Linked DNA regions of Gossypium hirsutum: region 2 is linked to region 1. Evidence: chromatin contacts called from public Hi-C data. All regions are on one chromosome and are shown on one strand. Each heading gives the region's core, a stretch centred on a gene start, on an enhancer-like site or on the middle of the called end of the contact. The rest is flanking DNA. Distances are from core to core; before and after follow the strand shown. Region 1 holds the start of LOC107937034 (B3 domain-containing transcription factor NGA1). Region 2 holds the start of LOC107952992 (endoribonuclease Dicer homolog 1).

The links. Hi-C and Micro-C count contacts between places; a contact is called where the count stands out from the background.
Region 2: a contact with region 1 is called in a Hi-C map of leaf, with 2.2 times the contacts expected there. The contact joins the promoter of LOC107952992 here to the promoter of LOC107937034 in region 1. A contact is called at or near these places in 9 of 34 Hi-C or Micro-C datasets (cotyledon, leaf and seedling).

Annotation. Positions count from the first base shown.
Region 1 is chrA07:28,587,001-28,593,788 of Gossypium_hirsutum_v2.1, reverse strand. It overlaps LOC107937034 (B3 domain-containing transcription factor NGA1), which reads left to right and starts at 2,783. Exons shown (of 4, transcript XR_005930610.1): 1 at 2,783-3,074; 2 at 3,171-4,374; 3 at 4,991-5,023; 4 at 5,159-6,788.
Region 2 is chrA07:29,087,004-29,093,578 of Gossypium_hirsutum_v2.1, reverse strand. It overlaps LOC107952992 (endoribonuclease Dicer homolog 1), which reads right to left and starts at 5,063. Exons shown (of 21, transcript XM_041117911.1): 1 at 3,431-5,063; 2 at 3,221-3,334; 3 at 2,259-2,469; 4 at 1,739-2,133; 5 at 1,403-1,634; 6 at 949-1,121; 7 at 730-852; 8 at 473-633; 9 at 159-392; 10 at 1-71. The coding sequence starts at 4,501.

The DNA.
Region 1 (6,788 bases), core at 1,534-4,033:
AAATTTACATAAATATCTATGTAGATGGTACATACTTTAACACCCTATAGCTTTTATAGTAGTTGACGTATTAATTGTATCAAACCACATTTAAATATTTAGCATTAGTACACAATGTATAGTTGCAGTATGCTCCAAATCCTTCTTCTTTTTTCAATTGAAATGCTTAGATTCATTTGCCGTCTTAGTTGGAGACAGAGGCAGGTTTTTAAAAGAAAACAATCAAAAGTTTACGAACAATCTGCATGCATATAAAAGAAATGTTTAGACATAGTAATATTAGCTGAAAAGTAATATCATTAACTGAAATAAATAAATAAATAAATAAATATTATATTTACCTTTGTTCCACTGAATATAATGAACTTTATTCATATTTTAAAATTGTAACAATTAATTAATTTTATTTTTAATAATTTTATCTATATTATTTAATTTAACTATTTGTTAAATTTACTTATATGAGGAGTTACGTTCTTTTTTAATAGTATACGTCGCACTTCTTTTTAATAAAATATACGATAATTTATTTTTGAATAATATGTATCTATATTATTTATTTAATTATCTTTAAAAAATTATATAAATTAAATGCAAAAAACAGAAGCATATATATATATATGTGTGTAATTTGGACCATATAGATTTTAATATATTTATGTTTTCATATTTTGGTAATTGTTTTCTGTTTGTCTTATCCAAATTGTTAGATTAATTTATCTATTAATTGAAGAATGAGAGATGGAATAAGGATGATATCGATATTTAGGCATTGTTTGATTATCCATTAAAAAAATTTTCTCAATTAAAAATTAATATCATTAGTGGTTTAATTTTTTAAAATACATCTCTAATAAATATAATTTTTAATGAAAATGTGTGAAAAATTATAAGTAAATAAGGAGCTAATATTTTATTTTTTAACATTATCCTTTAATTATTTTACATTTAAAATCACATTTATCCAACAAGCTAATCATATTCGGTACTTAATTTTAAAAAAAATTATCTAACATATTTTATAAACTAAATTCAATACTTAATTTTTTGACATTTAAATTTTTTAGTTTATTAAACATCTTATTAAGTTTAAAATATCACAAAATTAAAAGGGCATTTTAATAGTGGCATAAAGATAAATTCAATGCACAATGTTTACATTTTCTAACAATTTGGTCATTAATATTTTTTAAGTTAAATTTTACCGTTAACCTTTGAAAAATAGTTTATTTACTTTTCTTTTACAAAAATGTTAATTAAAATATTAATTTTTTTTAACAATGTAAGTGTGACAGTCTATGTACACTTCATGATAACTTAACGCTATTTTCTTATATGTTAAATCAATAAATAATTTAAAAATTATAAAATATTCCAAAAAGAAAAAGAAAAATCTCATAAAAATTCAAAAGAAAAAGCATGAAGTGCATGTAAATGGTTGGTTGCCATTTTTAAAAAAATTATCATTTTAATTATAAAAACATAAATTTAACTCTTTTTCAAAAATTAATATTTTTTAAAAGTTAAAAGCTAAAATTAATTAAAAAAATAAAAAACTAAATTAAAACGTAATATCATTAATAAAAAGAATTGGGTTGGATTCGGTCCTAAATTTGATATTCCAAAAGAAAAGTTTATGGTTGTAGGCAAGATATTTGTAATTGATAAGTTTAAAAATTGAATGTAAACATGGTGGTAAAACTGTTTTTCCCCTTTCTTTTGCAGGAGCAGATAGAGCAGCAGCAGAAGCAGCACACAATGAATGACCAAAAGTCAAAAACTTATTGATACCTAACTAAAACATGCTCTCTTTCTAACTGGCTGGGATGAAATTATTTAAAAGTAAACAATACCAAACAGCATCCACAATAATAAATCATAATAATGATGGATCAAATGGGAAATGACATTCCTAGGCTAACTTTTATCATTACAATCCTGATTTTGGGACTTAAAAATACCATCACACCAACTGGTGATTTGGGTCATTTTGCAGAGAGGATAATGGAAAAAATATAAAACCAAAATTTATGAAAAGGACAAGCTCACATGAGTCGAACCTTATCATTCATGGGCCCCTGCCTTTGCAGTATGTATTTACCCCAAATCTCTTTTAATATTACTATTCTTGTGCAACTGTAATTAAACTCTTGCCTCTTTTTTACCATTGCTTAAAACCTCAATCCTTGGTGCATCTAAAATTTCACATTTTTGCTTTCTTTTTAATTTAATAATTAAACTTTAATTGCGGTAACTTAAAACCATGCAACTCCGGATTCAGACTTTACAACTATAAACTCATATTTTTTTATTTGCTTATTTGATTTTTTGCACACATAATACTAGTTACAATAAAGACAAATAAAATATTAAAAGAGGTGAAAATTAAATTATAAATTCTTAAAAATTGAAATATAATTTTATATTTTTTTTAAAAAAATCATTTTGGGAAAAAATCCTTTGCCTACCCCTTACATTTGATCAAATCTTTCTTATTTTAAGAAAGTTGGATGATTCAGTTATTAAATCAACAAAGTAAAATTTTAAATTTTAGATGTGAATTCTAGTTCATAATTTAATAAAATTATTTGATAATATAGCCCGCATTAAAACAAAAAAACTTATAATTTCAGTATGAAAATAATATGTATGTGAAGTAATTCCATGTAATTATTGTACTACACTCTCTTTTAATATGGTAATAATTTAATTTACTAGTTACTACACTCTCTTTTATAAACCAAAAACGGAAATAGAAATAGGAAAATGTGGTAAATATTTACATAAAATGAAGCTTAGGGGGAGTCAGCAAAAGAAAAAAGAAGAAAAAAAAGCTTAGGTCAACCACGAGCACACAACTCTTTGCTGTTGATTCTCCCATGGCTTTAATTTGTCTCGCTTAGGGTTCTTTTTTTCTTTCAGTGTGGGTGTGTTTTGTTTCTGGGTCAAAGATGAAGGCACCGACCCTCGGTTGGTTTTTGTACTGAGAGGACCTGTCTTTTGCTTCCTTCGGTCCTCAAGGATTTAGAAGAAAGAAAATCACACCTTCCAAGAAATCAGTATTTGTAAGCCAGGTCTTGTTTTCTTTCTAATTTTCTTTTCTTTTTCCTTTTCGTTCCTGCCCAACCACCATTTTGCAACAACTTATTGTTCATATCATCTGGTTTTAGTGTGATTAAAAGAAGGAGAAAAAAAAAGTAAATTTTGGTGGTGGATGTGGGTCATCATTATGAACATGGGTATTCTAATAATTAAGGAGAGGAAGTGATAAGAGAAATTCCCAGCAAGTTGCCAGTTTCATCCTCTTCTTCTGCTATCAATTTGTGACAAGGACCTTGAGATGATGGACTTGTCACTTGGGAGCTGCAATAACATTGAAGAATCAAATACTGGAAGTAGCAGGTGTATTGAGAAAGAATATATGTTTGATAAAGTTGTAACACCGAGTGATGTAGGCAAGCTGAACCGCCTGGTAATACCGAAGCAACATGCGGAGAAGTACTTCCCTCTCGACTCTTTATCGAATGAGAAAGGGTTGTTGTTGAATTTTGAAGATCGGAACGGCAAGTCGTGGCGGTTCCGGTACTCATACTGGAATAGCAGCCAGAGTTATGTGATGACCAAAGGGTGGAGCCGTTTCGTCAAGGAGAAGAAGCTTGATGCGGGTGACATCGTATCGTTTCAAAGGGGTGTTGGGGAGTCCGGGAAAGACCGGTTGTACATTGATTGGAGGCGGAGGCCTAATGCACCCGATCCAACGTCCTTTGCACATTTTCAGATGCAAAATCAGTTCAACTTTCCTCAGTCAGTCCGGTGGGGGGGTGGAATCTACTCGCTGCCTCAAAGCTATGAGCCTTTGCATCGCTTGAATTACAGCATATATCCTTATAACCATCATCATCAACGACAGCAACAGCAACAGCTACAGCAGCAGCAACATCAGGCAATTACTTACGGTAATGTGGCGCAGTCGCAGTACTATCTAAGGTCATCATCATCTGGGTCATACCACCATCATCATCATCACCAACCTCAGCAAATTGGGGCAATGCAAGAAGGAAGAGTGGAGCCAATGGTGATCGAGTCAGTACCAGTTGTTCAGGGTAATAAAACAGCGGCTAAAAGACTAAGGTTGTTTGGAGTGAACATGGAGTGTCCTACTCCTACAACAGATGAATCTTCCTCGAGTTCTCCTCATGCCACTATAGTTTCTGATCATGATTCTCCTTATTTCCCTTCCTCTTCTCTCCAATCAAGATTGTCCAATAATAACACCCCATTCCCACTCTCCAGAATGCAAGCTGAGTATTCAAAGAAGGGAAAATCTTCCTTGTCCTTTGATTTGGATCTATGATCGATGATGATCAAATCACAGTGAGTGAAGGGTTCCATTTTCTCTTTTTTTCTTGCTTTGCCATCAAACTTGCGACAGGCAGTACTGGATTTAGGAAAGAGGGTTGAAAAGATATTGAAGATAAGTTTTTTTTTAGCAATCCAAGTTATCTTTTTTTCTTTTTAATATTGTGTTAGTACATGAGTTAGTTGAGGTTTGGGATCTGTGAAGAGCTAAAGATGAAAGGTGCAAAATATGGAGTTGAAAATTGTGTATAACACTTATACAGATATATCAGCATATTCCCAACTTGTTTATTATTTTATATTTTTCCATTACTAGGCCCTGGCCTTTCCAATCTGCATCCCCGGATTTGCCCCAGTTTGTTTGATATATATATACGCTTATATATGTATATATTATTTGTTGCTCTCTTGTTTAGTTATCTTATGATCATCTGTATACTCTCTCTCCCTTCCTTAACCCTGACTGGTAATGCATGGTAGGTGTTGTATGTGTGTATATATATAGCCTTAAAAAAAGAAATTTATTTAATTTCCATTTTCTCCTATCTCTTTTGTTACTCCATGTTAGGTTAATAGTATGTATATTTACTTGGCTTGTTGCTGCTGAACAACTAAGGTGCAGGCATTGCAGGTACTGCACAGAAAAGTTGCAGCACTGGAAAAGGTATTATCTGTATTCTTATTGATAGTTTTTGAAAATTTTTCTACATATATATGTATATCATCACACTTCCCATTTGTTTGCCAGTTAGAAATTTCCTTGACTTCTTGGTAATTCGTGTATACCTTCCCTTTACAGCCATGATCAGATGATCTTGTCTGGACTGCTACACACAAAAAAGTTCTCTTGTGTTAAAAGAGGGTTCAGATTCCCCCAACTGATGGGTCTATTGAGACTGGACTTCATCCAATACTTGTAAGATTTCATATTATATAATATATATATTGGCATCAAATATTGTCAGTGCATTTAATAAGGTATTAATTAAAGCTCCAGGCTAAAGAGTCTTTATGTATGGTTAAATTACTTATATAGGAGCGTATCTTTTACATAGGTTCTTATTGGTAAAATTCCCATTTTAACTAGTACATAATTACAGATTTCCCCAGAAATGAGGGACGAGAAAACATTGATTTGCAGCATCAGGTACTCCAGGTTACTAGGAAATTTTAATTAACATAGTAATATGACATTAAGAGTGAGTTTAGATGGGCGGTGCATTTACTTGCGATTAGTGTAAAAATAGCGGTTGCGGTGAAATTAAATCCTATAGTAAGACAAAAAGTAAATTAAACGCATGACAGTGCTCATCCAAACCTACCCTAAATATAGTTCTTCAAAGGCTAAATATACATTTGGGATGATTGTATCAGCATTTTTAAGCATTCAGACCCATAAGAAGCACTTGGAGAATATCTGATTATGTAGCTATATAATATACGCATGCTGAATTGGTAATTGGTATGTACCGAGTGATACGGCTTCAGAATTGACTAAACAGTAGTAAAGCATTAAAATGCACTGAATTCAGCCTCGTCCTTCTATAGTTTATTAGTTTAATTGCATTCATGAATACAGATTATAACCTTGCTGGCATCAATGTCATTTAAAGATCCATACAAGAGAAATGCATTTCCACTTTGATATATTTATTTCTCTAACTTTGTAAAGGGCATCTACTCGATTTACTATATATGGTCACTGCTCTATTAGAAGAGCTGATGTTTGGTTTAGCCTTAGTGAGTAGTTTGACTGGTTTTTGATGCATCTATACAGCAAATGCTCATCCTTCATGGATATCAATCTAGTTTTGATCTATAACTGTACATGTATTGTTCTGATTTTTTTTTTTCCTTTTCTGAGATTATGAACCATTCATTGACTTGACTAATTGAACATCTGCATGAAATAACCACTTTGACAGTACAGTATATAGACATAGAATGCTGGAAATGTATATTCACCATTAACATGTATGTACGCGTTTTGTATTGATTTATGGCGTGAATGCTCATTTAAACTGTAACAAATCAATAGTAAATGAAGCAGAATACTGTGAGGACACACTTTCTTAGCAATCTCCTTGCTGCACATGGTCTACTTATAGAAGCATAAATTTCTGAACTTTACAATGACGGATTATGGAGCATATGCAAATAATTATTATATCTAATTTTCTCTATTGAAATGCAATGCAAATATTGAATTAGTATAAATAATACTATAAATTTTTTTCATAGTAATTATCTGAATAAGTAATACTATAAGATTTCATTTTAAGGAGATTAAAGACTGTTCTAGTGTATAGTTTGCTAAGTTCCTTAAGGTAATCGATATTTTGGTTTATATTCATCGTTTCATCAGTTTGAGAGATGTAAAATACTATGTGTATGTTTATGTGCGTGCATATATGTTAATGGTAACACTA
Region 2 (6,575 bases), core at 3,814-6,313, 500 kb before region 1:
AAGAATATTCAGTTGGACCCCCTGGCTTCTCATGCTTCTTCATAATAAACTCGGGACGAAGTATTGAATATCTAAAAGCCAAAAGCAATGCCACCTAAGTAAAAGAAAGAACCACAATAGAAATGAAAACAAATGTCTACTTATAAGGACTACAATACCTGTCACTAGGAAGCTGAGAGCAGTAAAAATGGACGAGTCCAACAGCAGAATTCAAGCTAACAATGGCACCAGTTGATTCAACCTGGTACACCGTACCTGGTACCATATCCACCGAAATCAACCTCGAAGTATCCTTCAAATGACTAAGGTCAGTTCTCTCAATTGCTTCTTTCCGCAAGGTCTCCTCACTATTCCTAGCATTCCTTAGGAATGTAGCATGCGATAAATTTCCTCTGTAAACAACATGAAAGTTAGCTTGTCTGGATCATTTTTTGTGGAAAGAAAATGCTTAAAGACCAAACCCAACAAGTACCTCTCAACCATCAAGATGTAATCTGACCCAGGCTTCCTTGCACGACCTCTAGACTGAATGTATGCCAAAACAGTTTTTGCAAGATCAAATCGAATGACAACATTGCATTGCCGAATATCCAATCCTTCCTCAGCAACACTAGTTGCAACTAACAATGTCACCTACAATAGAAAGTAAAAGCATTTATCAAATGTCTATATTTGCATGATTCAGATCTTTCATCAGCTGAAAGGAGGAAGCATGGAATATGAACATACACGACCATCACGGAATTTAGCAATTGTATCCTGCATTTGTCCAGTCCGCATTTCTTGACTATTGTTGTGCCCAATTAAACTTGCACACCTGATGAAACTCAGAGACGGAAGCTCTGCAAAAACCTGTCCATTCAAAAAGAAGTAAAAATAGCATTCCTAGGAAACAGCAAGGGGATGAAATCTATCATTGAATATGATTAAACAAGCCAATGGTTCTACCTTAGGAAGAACTAAAGCAGCCACAACTCGCTCAACAAAGATGATTGCTCGAAAATCCTCTGTGTGCTGATACTTCAGAAGTATTTTAATCAATGACTGTACTTTCGGGGTCACTTTTCCATCTGCTACAGCCGCTCCAATTATCACATCCACATGCTCTCCACCAGAGACAACTATGACAAAACGGTACATGAGTTGAGAATACACACCAAAATGTTTTTAAAATATCTTTTGTTTAGAAACATCTACAATGATAAGAATTTTCCTTAAAATGGATGACAAGAAACACAACACAAGCAAGTAAATAATGCATGTTTTGTTCTACTTAACATTATCACACGTATACATTCAAAACCTGAAGATATCCTTTTCAATTAGATATCAGTCTCAAAATGTGCTGGCAAAAAAATAAAAAAAAGTAAAAGAAAGGTAGAAAATTAAAGAAAAGACACACCATGACTGTCAGGGAGCTCTCCTTCCTCAATCTCATCAGTATTGGTCCCATCTTGAGCATTACAGTTCTCTGCTTCTGCATTATTCATGTCTTTTTCAGTAACAGCTCCCTCTGATAATTGGCATTGTAAGAGAGAAACAACTTTGTTTAGGTAAGATTCTTGAAACTTGACATCAAGCTGGTAGTTTGCCCTCTCATCATTTTGCAAAGCCGTCAGAAAAGATTGTGCAACCTGCAGAAGAAAGGCAATGAAAGGAAACAACCAGGATCATTTCTGCACAACCAAGAAAATAAGAAAAAGTTGTCGTAACCTTAATTACTTAACACATATGATACCTTATAAGCACACCATTGGCCCAGTTCACCCAGTGCATAATTAACAGCCCTCAACTTTTGTATCAAATTAGCAGCTCCATCACTTTCTGTTCTTTCAGATACACCATAAACTTGGTGAAGCTCTTCCTTGGCTCCTGCATCTCTAGCTCCCATGAACTGCCATTTACTTCTTCTAGAGCTTGACTGTGCAGCTTCTTCAACTGTTGCTTCCATTTGTTTTATTTGTTCATGGAGGGACCATAAACTGGCTGCTTTGTCATACTCTACCACAACTTCTGAAGGCATTGGCACATGTTTCTCGAGTTCCTTGCGGTCTTTGATGGTACAGACTACAGAATCCAGTTTGCTTTCTAGATTACGAATTTTTATAGCACAATCAACTTGACTTGAAACACCTGAATATAACAATTCAAAATATGAGTTAAAGGGGGGAATTTTCTTATAATCAAGTGAAAGAAAATTTTGAAAGAGCCCTTTGTCTCAAACAGAGATAAATCTGAACACAAAAACAAAAATATACCCTTCAAGTTAACAGGAGAAGCGGTCATTCCAAAAACAGAAGGTCTCTTCTCCTTTGGTGTTGTATGATAGAATTCAGACATAACCAGTGAATACGGATGTTTCTTCACAGCATGATGACACTCGTCCAGGATAAGGAGATTGATTGATTCCATTTTAATTATGCTGTGTCTCAAAATATTCAGCAGAATTTGAGCTGTCATAACCAAAACCTGCAAGAAAGACATCAAATGAGCGAATCTTATGGACAAATAGACAAGATTCATATATGCAAATGAACAGCTACCGAAGACTCAATAAGATACAACCATTTTGAGGATATCTATGCTAGACAGCCTACTAAAGACTGTTCAATTACATACAGATAGACAAGAATTTAGCAGCTCATAATACCTAGTTAAAAGAGTAAAAAAGAAATAAAGGGTGCTGAATGTGATAAAGGTCTACCAATATTAATAGCTCCACTCAGTTCCAACTCTATAGATTAGGCATATAAGGATATTGCTAATGGTTGAGAACCATATTTCAAATTTAAGCTTTGTTATGCTTTCCCTCTTTTCCTTTTAGGACAGGACAAAGGGTGGATCACTGATATTTCAACTAAATCCCAGTTCTGGCAAGTAGACATTTAAGAATCTTGCTAGAATTTGAAAACTATATCAACATCATCCCATTCCTTCAACAAAATTGAGCAAAAGAACATTGGTTCAAAAAAATATCCTAAGTAATTTACGAGTAAACTAACTAGGTAAAGCTGAGTATACTAAAAGTGTTACCAAAGACCGGATACAGAAACACTTTTGTATCGCTCATTATAATGTCATATCTTAAAATTACTGAAGTAACGTACCGCATTGTGCTTTAGTGCCAACTAGCATTACAATAAGGAATTTACTTGGAACATTAGAAAAGCTCAAATGACAGTCAAGCAGGAATTTTCACAAAAGGAAATTGACAAGCTACCTGCTTTGATTCAAACTCGCGCTGCCACCTACGAGCATCCCAAAAATCTTGACCCATCTCCCCACAATAATGACCTACTTGGAAACCAGTTCTCTCGCGAATAACTTCAGCTTGCTGAAAATGGAAAATAAAAATGATAATAAACTGAACCTGGAAACAACAGAACCAATCAAATCTTAAAAGAACACTGAAATTCTATAAATTGACTACCTGATAAACTAGTGGAACTTTAGGAACCAAAAAGACAGAGAGCATTTTTCTGGTGTGCTTTTGTAAATCATCAGAAATACTTTTCATGAGGAGAACAGCAATGAGGGTCTTCCCTGCCCCGGTTTCAAGAAATGCAATTGTGTTTTTCCTCTTTGCCTGCTCAAGAACATCCAATTGATATTGACGAGCTTGCTCCTCCAAGAGTTTTTCCTTCGGCTGCTCAACTTTCTTCTCCATCTTTCCATTGCACTCGGGAGTTTTGTCATAAGCCACCTTCCCTTCTCTTTGCCGATCTGCTTCCCAAGTACCCAACCTAAAAACCATCTCATTGGACCCTGACCGATCCCTCTCCCAATAACCCCTTGGTTCTCTCTCTCTCCCATCCCTCCTATTGCCACCATAATAATGTTCTCTTCTCCTAACATGCTCTCTATCTCTCCGATCAATTTCATCCCAATCTCGAACCCTTTTCCTAGAAGAACATCTCTCCCTATCCCGGGGATAATATTGACCTCTACTAGAATACTGCCTATCACTCTTGCAGCCATTCGCACGAGCCCTCTTTCTACACCTCTCTTCACTATCTAAACCCCTATCTCTCGACTCGGATGACCTTTTATCGTCTCGATGAACTCCATTATCCTTATTAGAATAATCAAATAAACTGGAATTACTATCATCGCAGCTTTTTTCCTGCCCTTTGCTTCCAATCTTCTTTTCAACTCCATTAGATGGCGGAACTGAGTTGTCAGGTAAATCCTTGGAGACCCCAGAGAGCTCATTGGGAGACCATCCATCTCCAGCAACGGGGTCGTAAATTCCATTTCCATTGACGGCAGAGCTATCACCGTTACTTCCCACCGGAGGAAGTCCCCCGCCGTTCTTGAAGCTATCGAGAATGTGATCAATTCCTCCAAAGAAATCTTGATTGGAAGTATTGTCAACGGAGTCTTGAACTATAGGAGCATCGAAATCAACAAAATCGCTAATCAAGTCGCATGATATGTCCTCACAAGCATCCAGCCAGTAAGATGACCCATTGCCACCAGAAACCCTACCTTCTTCCTCCATCAATCAATTGCCCAGAACTCGGATACTCCCACTTCAAAAAAAAAAAGGGGAAAAGAACCAAGAGCAACAAGAATTATAAAAAAAACCCAGAAAGAAGAGAAAGAAATCAATAGTTTTTATAAAGATACAGAAAAAAACAGAGAGAAGAAAAAAGAGTGAGTGAAGACACAGATTAAGAGTAGATAGACCGCAGGAAACACGCAAGAAGTGTAGTTAAGGAAGGGGATTCATTTAAAAAAGTGAAACAGAAAATTGAAGGGGGAAAAAAACATAAAACCCCACCAAAACTTTTGTGTGTGATTCTTAGATTCTACGGTCTATCAACGCCTATTCTGTTATCTTCCGTTTCTCTTTTATTTGACTCCCTTCAAGCGTGCGCCTTTCTCAGTTTTTTGCTTTCCTCCCCCACTCTTTCTTTGGTTCTTCTGGGTTTTAGCTCTGTTTTCTCTACGAAAGAGAGATGGAGAAACAAAATTAAAATAATAAAACCCAAAACTACGGGTTTTCCCCTTTTTCTTTTTGGTCTTCACGCAATGTTTTTTTCCTTACAATTTACAAAGAAACTTCTGTGACTTGAGGCGGTTCTGTTTTTCTTTAACTTTCCGAACTCGAAAGTACAGAGAAACAGTGCTTCAACCAATACGATAACGCCACGTTTGACCCAACAAGGGTTCCGGATTACGTGGTGATTTGTGAGTGGATGGTAGGATAGGGTTTTATTGGAACTACGCTCTTCACTGTTCAGTTGCGTTACCGTAGGGAGCGGGGAGATGTTAAGTGTTCTCTTTTTTGCTACCAAGGACATGAGAACAGCAACGCTTATGGAAAAGTACAGACACGTGTCAAACAGTTGGAGTCCACTGGTAGAATCCCGGCAAAAACGAAAGCTTATTCAAAGGTCAAAGATGATAGAACATTCTCAGCCGTTTGATTTATTCTTCATAAAGAAAAAATAATTATAAAAGTTTATTCCCCTTAGATCAGGCTGAATATTTTTTTATCCTATGAGACCAGAAACTTTCCCTTTGGTGGGTTGGATACAGTGAAAACCAATTGGCCTTTGGTGTAGTGATTGGGTGAATTTTGTTTTGGGTGGCTCCACTTTTTCTTCTTCTCATTACAATTAAATGTTTGCATTTATTTCTCACACATTCCGTATGAGAAAATCTTGTGATTTTGGGAGAAACAAAAATATCTTACATTTGAGGATAGGAATGTTAAGGTTATTTGGGCATTCTATTTCTATTAACAGTTCCATTTTTTTTTGTTATAATTTATAGGAATATGTTCCTCTGTTAGATTTATTAATCAATTTTTTTTATATTTATTGATTATATATTAAATTAATACTAATTAGTTTACATACCAAAAACAAGATTTTAATAAAATTGTTTTTGTTATATAAAAAAGTTTGTGATTTAAAGAATAAAATAAGAGATTGTTTTAAATTGAAACTTATTAAATATCAATAAAAGCATGAATCAAAATGGAATAAAAATATCTAATCTTTAACATTATCATTTTGATGGAAGAATAATAATTATATTATTAATTTCTTAACAAATATTTAATGTAATAATTATATTATTAATTCCTTTTTTTCTAATAATAGAAGTTTCATTAAAAGGATGAGTACAGCTGTGCATCATTCACACCTGCATATTTCAGTAGAAACCAGTGGACTAAATACCCCCTTCTCCAAAAGCTATAAAAGGAAATCCCCTCACATGCAAAATAGTGAAAATCCGAATAAAATAATGCCGGTTAAGTTCAATATAGTTCCATCGGAGTGCAGCCAACAGCGTCCCATGAGCTAATACTCCCACTTCACCCCTCATCTCAACCTAATCCTGCATCTAGTCTAGTGAGTCAGTCTATCATCGATCCGCCACTCAAATCTCAGATACCTTTGCCAGAGCCTCCTCCACCCAAAATAAGCTTTCTTCCCTGTCAAATGCTTCCTTAGCCAGCTGGTGCGCCGCCCGATTACCATCCCTTAAAGTACGTTTGACTTTACAAACTAAGAATTGGGAGATGAGAGACCTTGTATCATTAATATAAGCAGTTACACTAG